Regions from separate parts of the Sus scrofa genome. Here regions 1 and 2 are each linked to region 3. The links are chromatin contacts, called in public HiChIP or PLAC-seq maps. All regions are on one chromosome and are shown on one strand. Each heading gives the region's core, a stretch centred on a gene start, on an enhancer-like site or on the middle of the called end of the contact. The rest is flanking DNA. Distances are from core to core; before and after follow the strand shown. Region 1 holds the start of CCDC13 (coiled-coil domain-containing protein 13). Region 2 holds the start of HIGD1A (HIG1 domain family member 1A, mitochondrial). Region 3 holds the start of SEC22C (SEC22 homolog C, vesicle trafficking protein).

Region 1 (2,700 bases), core at 175-2,674, 160 kb after region 3:
AGATTCTCACTGTGAAAATCAGAGGAATATCCTCTCCTGTTTCTGGGCAGTGGGAGAGGAAAAGTAACCCTTATAGATTGGAAAGGAAAGCTGTAAACTGTATGATTCCAACCATATGACATTCTAGAAAAGGCAAAACTGTAAAATGATCAATGGTTGCCAGAGGCTGGGAAGAGGGAAGGAGGAAGGGACAGTGGAACACAGGGAGTTTGGGACAGTGGAACACAGGGAGTTTAGGGCAGTGAAACCATTCTGTGTGATACTTTAGTGGTGGACACCTGACATTACGCATTTGGCAAAACCCATAGAACTGTACAATACAAAAAGTGAACCCTACTGTAAACTGTGGACTTTTAAAGTTAATATATAGTATTATCAATAACAAATGTATCACGACAATGCAAGCTGCTCATCATGGAGGAAAGAGAGAAACACTGTTCAGTGTTTCTGAAAATCTAAAACTGCTCTAAAAAATGAAGTCCTATCAATTAATTTTTTTTTTTTTTAAGTTAAGGCTAAGACTGTAGGGAAGGAACTCACAGCTCAGGAAGGATTTAGAGCCATGGGATGAGGAGAGTACCACCTACCCACCTCTCTGGTACCTTCGGCGAAACAAATATCCCTCAGGCAGTTAAATGCTTAGGGAACCAGGACTGGTGAAGAAAGGCTGAGGGGACTTCCAGGCAAGAAACGTCCTTATCCTCATCAGTCTATCTTTTCCCTTTCCCTCTTCCTTTCTCTGCCCGCTTCCTACCCTTCTTTCCTCCTCCCTCGCCGCTCTTTTCACTGTTTTTGTCGAGTATTTCCAGCAACAGCCTAGGGTACTGGGGGTGGAGAAGAGCCGCTGAGAGGCCTACTGGTGCGCCCTCTACAGTGCAGGACAAGCTGCTCGACTGCCTGCCAGGCCAGCATCAGTGCAGGGGGACTCCGTTCTCCAAGTCCCTGTCCTGTGCGGTCTGGCCCTGGGGTTGGGAGATGGGGGTAGGGATGCCGCCTAGTGGAGTATTTCAGCGCCACCTTCAGTGTGGTGCAGGAGGGCTCCATAGCTGAGACCAGGAGGGGCGCTGGTCAGGCAGACCTCAGTTATTCTGACTATGCCACCTTTGTGACTCTGGGCAGGTGACTCACCCTCGGCTCCTCACAAACCCCTGTACCGCGCGGCACACGAATGTCTGCCTGGAGACGGAAGGAGGCTGTGCGTGAAGATTCACAGAACGAATGAAGGTGAGTCCTCTCCCTGCGTCCTCGCTCTGCGCCCAACAGGCAGTGAGTATCCGGCCCGCAGCAGCGCGCTCGGCCTCCAGCCAGCTTCTCTGGCTCCAGCCTGGCCCTTCTGCACTTTCCCTTGCACTTACAGCGGTCACTCCGCTGCTCCTTTCTGTGATTGCAGCAGCTTTGTCACCTCTTCTAGACGCCTTCTAGCGCTACCCTGGCAACCGTCACCAGGGAAACCAGCCACGCCGCTGCGTGACGTCATCACGAGTCTACGGCGGCCGAGAGGGCACACGGAATTCGGAAAGGTTTAGAGGTGCGGGTGGTCCCGGTTTGGCGGTAATTGAATGGGCGCGGTGGTACTTGCAAGAGGACGTCTTGTGTCTGAGACTTTAAAGTTGCCCAGTAGTTCGCTTCTGGAATGTGTTTTAAAAGTTTTGTGGGCCAAACGTTCTGCGCAGAGATGTTCATCCCGCAGTCCCGAGGGGGAATTAAAGTGAGTAATCCCACCATGAAATTTGACGTAGCCATTCGGACTGTCTTGGAAAATATAGAACAGTGTGGGGAAGAGGTTATTTTGCAACGGTGAGTGAAAAAGGCAGGACACAAAATAGTAACTGCTGAGTAAGTGAAGATGTGTTTTTTAAAACTAGGACCACAAACAAGACTGGGGAGTAATGCATAGAAATACTAAAAGTAAAAATGGTTATATTCGGGCGCTGGAATTGCAGTGCTGTGTTTTTATTTTTGCACTTAAGAGGTTTTAAAATATGGTGAACATGGTTTATTTTCATAGTGGAAAACACTTGTGTGTGCTTTAAAAAAGACACTTCCCAATTTAAGTCGCTACTATATTCAAGGCTATATGGAGTTGGGAGACAAATTTCTAGGAAAAGAGATCCAAGAAAGGTTTCCAAATATTTACCAAGGTCTTTATAATTTGAAAGTCTTTAGATATCTCATGGTTGTTTTTCTTTTTTACCTCATACGTTTATCCCATAGACATGTTTGAAGGTGAGGCACCAGACCACATTTTGCAGAACGCTAGTGCAATGTCACAACCAGAATATTGACGTTGATACAGTCCACCTATCTTACTATGATTTCCCTAATTTTACTTGTATTCATTTTGTGTATGTGTATGTGTTTGTGTGTGTTTAGTTCTGTACAGTTTTATCACATGTAAGTTTATGTATCCTCCAGCATCATCAAGATACTGCAACTTAAATCACAAGGATTCCTCTTTTTGGGCTTTTATGACCACACCCCCTTCTTACCTCCCCAGCCCCAAAGGCCCTAACCCCTGGTGACCCCCAATCTGTTCTCCATTTTTATTTTTCACACTTACACGGTACCATGTATCATGGTAGTGATTAGCCTTTTCCTAATAAATGATTTTGAGCATCTTGTGCTTGTTAGCTTTTTACATGTCTTCTGTGAAGTAATGTCTATTCTAATCCTTTGTCTGTTTTTAAAATTAAGTTAGGG
Region 2 (2,700 bases), core at 188-2,687, 180 kb after region 3:
CAGCAGCTGACCCAGATCTCTGTCAGAAAGCTAGCTGAACAGGTACAAAAAGAGGCACCAATAACTAGATACTCAAAGCCAGCATGGAAAACACGAATTAGTCTGTAAACTTATTACTTATTAAGTATTACTTATAACTAAATGCATTACTTATTTCTAAATGCATGGGAACCTAAAACAGACACCTTTAGGAAGGTGAGCTGCCCGGCATCAGGAGATCTGATTTAACAGCTTAAAAGATCTTCACAACCTGTCATTTTGGTCACAAGAATTAGTACAACGGTGGTTTCAAATTCTGATTTTGCATTAGTCACCTGTCAGCTTATTTAAAATGGCTGCAAAGGCCCCACCCTGGAGATTCTGATTCAGATGGTCTGGGGGCAGAGTACAAGTAATCTATTTTAAGAGGGCCCCTTCAAGTTATTCTCATGCACAGGGAAATAAGAGAACCCCTGGTACACAGAACTCAAACACAATTGTCATGCTGGGGCCTAGTACCACTTCAGTCCGTCAAAACTTTTCATCCAAAGCTGCTGAGAGTGCCTGAGCACTTCCGGAAGCATACCTTCCGCAGAAATTCAACCGAAGAGGAAACAGCTGCTTCTAGCATCGGTAACATAAAAAAAGACAGGTGAATAAACCGCCGAATAATTTTGGCTGTTCCCAGTTGTAATCCTGTGCTAAATTTTGTAATCTCTAATTTGGCAGGCTTACTTTCAGGAAGAAATGTAAATCCCGCCACAGATGCTCTCAATATAAGCCCTGGGCCTTACTTTCTTGCAGCAGGAGAGGGTCGCCAGGGTAGGAGGGAACACGAGAGATGAGGGAGAAGAGAAAGTCGAAAACGGGAAGGTCTTGTGCTTTTCGCCCTCCCCTCAACCCTTCAAACCTCCTTCCCATCCCTTCCTGTGACCTTGTCAGGACTCCATGCGGGAGCGCTCTTCCTCTCAATCCCTCCTCACCCCCGCTCTCAGGGCTACCCGCTCCCCACAGTCGGCCCCAGCCCACTTCCTCCCCAGCCCCATCCGTGAGCTTCTCAGACTTTGCTCCATCCTCCGTGTGCCCTCATCCGACAGAGCGTCAGGCCTTGTCTTTGGACCCCAAGCCCTCACTGAACCGCGAGGTCGGGCCTGAGCCCAGCCAACTAGACATTGCACCCTTCATCCCGGGAATCACCCCCTATTCCCAGTCCCACGATACTCAAGGTGCTCTTAGCTCAGCCCAGTGCGGCCTCACTTCTTCCCGTCCTACGGCCTGACGTTTCCCGCTTCCAATAACCCCGCAAACTTCACTTACCGACTACAACAAGACCTCACAAACGCCAAACTGCTTTTGGTCCTACGCCTGTCTGGCCGGCTTCTCACCATCCCGCCCACGGCCGGCCTCAGCCAATCAGAAATCGGCACCCGGCACGCAGAGGCGGGGCGAGTGGGTGCGTGCTTGTGCGTGGTGGGTGCGGCCGCCCGGAGCCGGGCTTGGATTGGCTGAGACGAAGCGTATGGGCCATGGTTTCGCGGCCAGAGCTCTCACTTGGGGAGCGCGTCAGAGGTTAGAGTTCGGTGGCCGGGGGTTAGGCCGAGGAAGGTCAAGGGCTCATGGCCTCCGGCGGGGCAGTACTTGAGATTACCCTTGCCCTTTTCCCCTCGGGCCGCGGTGGGGGCTAGCACCTCGAACGCTGTATCCCGAGCGCCTGCTGGGTGGGGCTGGTTATGAGGGGGTTCAACCCGGGTCCACCCGACGCTGCGAGTGAGATGGGAGCCCATATCTGCCCTTGGTGCTGGGGTAGCTAGGTCTACTCCCAAGCCTGGCAGTCATTCTCCGGGAACGTGCGTTGTGGAGCTCGGGTCATGGCGCTTACACTCTAGTGGGAGGTGGCCATTAATTGCATGCACAGGATCGCTGGAGCTGTGACCTCACCCAGACCGGGGTGGCTTAACCTAAGGAAGGAAGTGTCAGAGGCCCTTTGTAAGAATAAACTTCTGGGGCAGTGCCCCTAATTTGATCGTAGAGTAATTAGTAACTGACGATTTGGTGCAAAGTTTCAAGCACTGTATGTACCATGGGGACTATATCTGTGACCAAATTAGAATCTCTGAACCAAACCAGGTGGACTGCCAAGTGCTCTGTCCTACAGGTAGGAGCTCGGTGTCATGTGTGCAGAATTTTGAAAATCTTTTGTCTCATAATTGAGTTAAGGCACATGTAGGAAGCTTTCATACCGTGTATGATAATTTAGAAATTCCATACCTTGGTTGTGTGGTGTGCTTTTGGCTCCTTGAGGGCACTTATTTTGTCTAGTTCATGCTGTTATCTACTTGAACACAGATCACTTAGGGCCTTAGTATTGTTTTTGTTTTTTTGGCTTTTTAGCATCACACTTGTGGTATATGGAGGTTCCCGGGCTAGGGGTCCAGTCAGAGCTACAGCTGCTGACCTGAGACACAGCCACGGCAACATCAGATCCAGGCAGCGTCTTCGATCTACACCACAGTTCACAATGAGGCCAGATCCTTAACCACTGAGTGAGGCCAGAGATGGAACCTGCAACCTCATGGTTCCTAGTCAGATTCCTTTCCACTGTGCCACGAGGGGAACTCCAGGACCTTAGTGTTGTTAAATGAAGAAAGGACTTAACCCAGTAGTGTAGGAGAAAATGTCCTGATAAAAATGCAGAAAGGAGAGACTCCGGCCATGATGACT
Region 3 (2,700 bases), core at 28-2,527:
AAGTCTATGATCTTTCCATTACACACTGCTTCTTTAAATCCAGTCTTTGGGATTATAGCTACTCTGTTTGTCTAAAACAATTCCTTCCCCTGGAGCACTAATACTTAGAACTAATCAGAGACCTGTTAATAAAAGAAGTTCAGGCCTAGGGTTGTACTAGTTACCACTGCTCCTTACTCACTGCATTACTTTGGGTAATCAGTTTTCCTCTCTGACCATCAGTCACCTTTCCAAATCCTTAGAAGGATCTCTACGGCTCCTTCTAAGAATAAAAAGCTTTAGGACCCCAAATGTCCTCTATGTCCTAAATACAAACATTGAGAGCTATTACAACCCCATCTGTGTGTATTTTCCACATAAACTATTATGTGTCGACTTTATTCTATTTAGCAATATAAAAGCACTTCCAATTATTTACATTTCCATTTTACTAAAATTACCTGTATCAGGATTAATTCCTTTCTTTGCACAGTTTAATGAAGATTTACTGTCTATTGTCTGAGCTTTATTTCTTTTCTGATCATGTCACAAATTTCACCACTTTTCACCTCTGAGAATATTCTTTTGTGTCTTTGATTTCTACAAACCTAATTTTTCCTGGAATGCTTAGTACTTCTGGCTCTGGAGGCCTAGATGTAACCCTATAACAGGACACAAATGTACATCACCTCATACACCTGATGTTCAGAAAAGCTGGTCTGCTGCACCCAACATCTGGTAAATCCAATCCAATAATCGGCAAGCTAACGGGAGTTTGCCATTAAAGTTAAACAACACTCTGACGTGAGGTTCGTGGATAATTAAGAAAATAATCACCCCTTCTTTCGTTTGGACACACCCCGTCTCCTCCTACTGGAGGCAGCGCTCGACGCGCATCGGGCAGCTGTGGGTTCCTGCAAGCGCGCACCTCGGGTTGTCCCGGAGTCAGGAGAGCAGCCGGCAGCACAAAGCAGGACTGAAGTCTCCTGGAAGCCCCACGAAGCTCTGAAAAACTAAGCTGGGCCTGATGGCGGGGCGGGCCCGGGGGAGGGGCCCCCTCCACCTCCAGGCCCGCCCTGCGCCACACCCGACCCCGCCTGCTCCTGGCTAACGGACCGCATTGCCCACCTCTGCCCTCCAGCCCTCACCTCGCCCCGACGGCGGCCTCAGGGTGTCGGCGCCCTCCCGCGCGCCGCCGCACCACCCACCGCCTCCTCCGCAACCTTAGCCCATCCGGCTGCCCCAGCCCGGGTCCCCGGCGGCCCAGGCGCAGGTAGGCGGAGGTGCGCATGCGCCAATCTTGAGCCCCCCCCATTTGCTGCTGCTGAGCAACACCTACACCCGAACCGACCAATCCTGGAGCGCATCCATTACCGGGTCCCGACAGAGTCGTGAATGAAGTGGTTCTTAAAGGGCTGCGACCCAAACATAGAGGGGGCGTGCCTGAGGCGCACCAACTTCACCCCCATCTCTCAGCTCTCACCCGAGTGGGTCTGAGGTCCAAGATTGTGATCCCCACGTCCGGAGGTGCGACGAAATTTCGTAGTTTAAGCTCGATTCCTGTCGGGGTAGCGGACGGGACTGATGGGTAGAAGCAGGGAGGTTCTGCGTGACGACGCGACACGCCCTGGCGGCGAGTTCAGCTGTCTGGGCGGCTAGGCTGGAGGCCCGAGATAGGCAAACCAAAGAGCACAGCGTCCTGCCAGCTTGGATGAGGTGTTAAAGTCCGACCCGGAGGGACACACCCCAGTCTGGGGCTGGACGTAGTCACCGATGGCCGGCTGAAAGGAAATAAGGAAGACCTCTATTTATTCATTCAACAAATTTTGAGCACCTCCTGCGTGCCAGACACTATGCCAGGCACTGGGGACACAGCAAGAAACGCCAAACACTAAAAACTATGTTAAAAGAGGAGAGCTGAGTGAGAGCACCTATCCCACAGTCGCAACACGTGTTTAAATACAAACTGAGGAGTTCCCGCCGTGGCGCAGTGGTTAACGAATCCGACTAGGATCCATGAGGTTGCGGGTTTGATCCCTGGCCTTGCTCAGTGGGTTAACGATCTGGCGTTGCCTTGAGCTGTGGTGTAGGTCGCAGACGCGGCTCGGATCCCGCGTTGCTGTGGCTCTGGTGTAGGCCGGTGGCTACAGCTCCGATTTGACCCCAAGCCTGGGGATCTCCATATGCCGCGGAAGCGGCCCAAGAAAAAAAAGACAATAAATAAATAAATAAATACAAACTGAGCTATGTTGCTCTTCTGAGAGGAGCACGTTTTTTGTGAAAATTTACAGCTTTTGACCTAAACTTGGAGGTTAAGGAAGATTCCTTGAGAACGTGACTCTGGCCAAGTAGTAGCTAACTAGGCAAGAGATCCAAAGCCAGAACCGCTTCTGTTCAGATACTGGCTTTGCCCTTATATGAGATTTTGGGCCAGTTACTTAACCTCTCTCTCCTTATAAAATGGAGAAGATGATAGTGCTTTTTTAGGGTTGTAAATCTTCTAAGCATTATTAATGCCTAAAGGGAAAAAAAAGGCCTTCATGGGAGTTCCTCTCTCAGCAAAGAGTAAACCTGACACCAGTGTTTTCCTTGGCCTTGCGGGGTTTGGCTTGGCAGGAGGCAATGCTCAGGGTTCACGCTCCAGATGCAAACCTGCAGGCACCACAGAGACGTCGAAAGAGGAGTGGATTTGAAGTCAGATAGCGGATTCCAGCCTTGATT

Evidence for each region. HiChIP or PLAC-seq counts read pairs in DNA pulled down with a chosen protein or histone mark.
Region 1: a contact with region 3 is called in an H3K27ac HiChIP or PLAC-seq map of skeletal muscle, with 2.1 times the contacts expected there. The contact joins the promoter of CCDC13 here to the promoter of SEC22C in region 3. A contact is called at or near these places in 2 of 2 datasets of contacts at active chromatin or transcription factors (alveolar macrophages and skeletal muscle).
Region 2: a contact with region 3 is called in an H3K27ac HiChIP or PLAC-seq map of alveolar macrophages. The contact joins the promoter of HIGD1A here to the promoter of SEC22C in region 3. A contact is called at or near these places in 2 of 2 datasets of contacts at active chromatin or transcription factors (alveolar macrophages and skeletal muscle).

The regions. Positions count from the first base shown.
Region 1 is chr13:26,264,275-26,266,974 of Sscrofa11.1, forward strand. It overlaps CCDC13 (coiled-coil domain-containing protein 13), which reads right to left and starts at 1,425. Exons shown (of 18, transcript XM_013981522.2): 1 at 1,129-1,425.
Region 2 is chr13:26,284,897-26,287,596 of Sscrofa11.1, forward strand. HIGD1A (HIG1 domain family member 1A, mitochondrial) reads right to left here and starts at 1,438. Exons shown (of 4, transcript XM_003132140.6): 1 at 1,297-1,438.
Region 3 is chr13:26,105,464-26,108,163 of Sscrofa11.1, forward strand. It overlaps SEC22C (SEC22 homolog C, vesicle trafficking protein), which reads right to left and starts at 1,278. Exons shown (of 7, transcript NM_001243553.1): 1 at 1,128-1,278.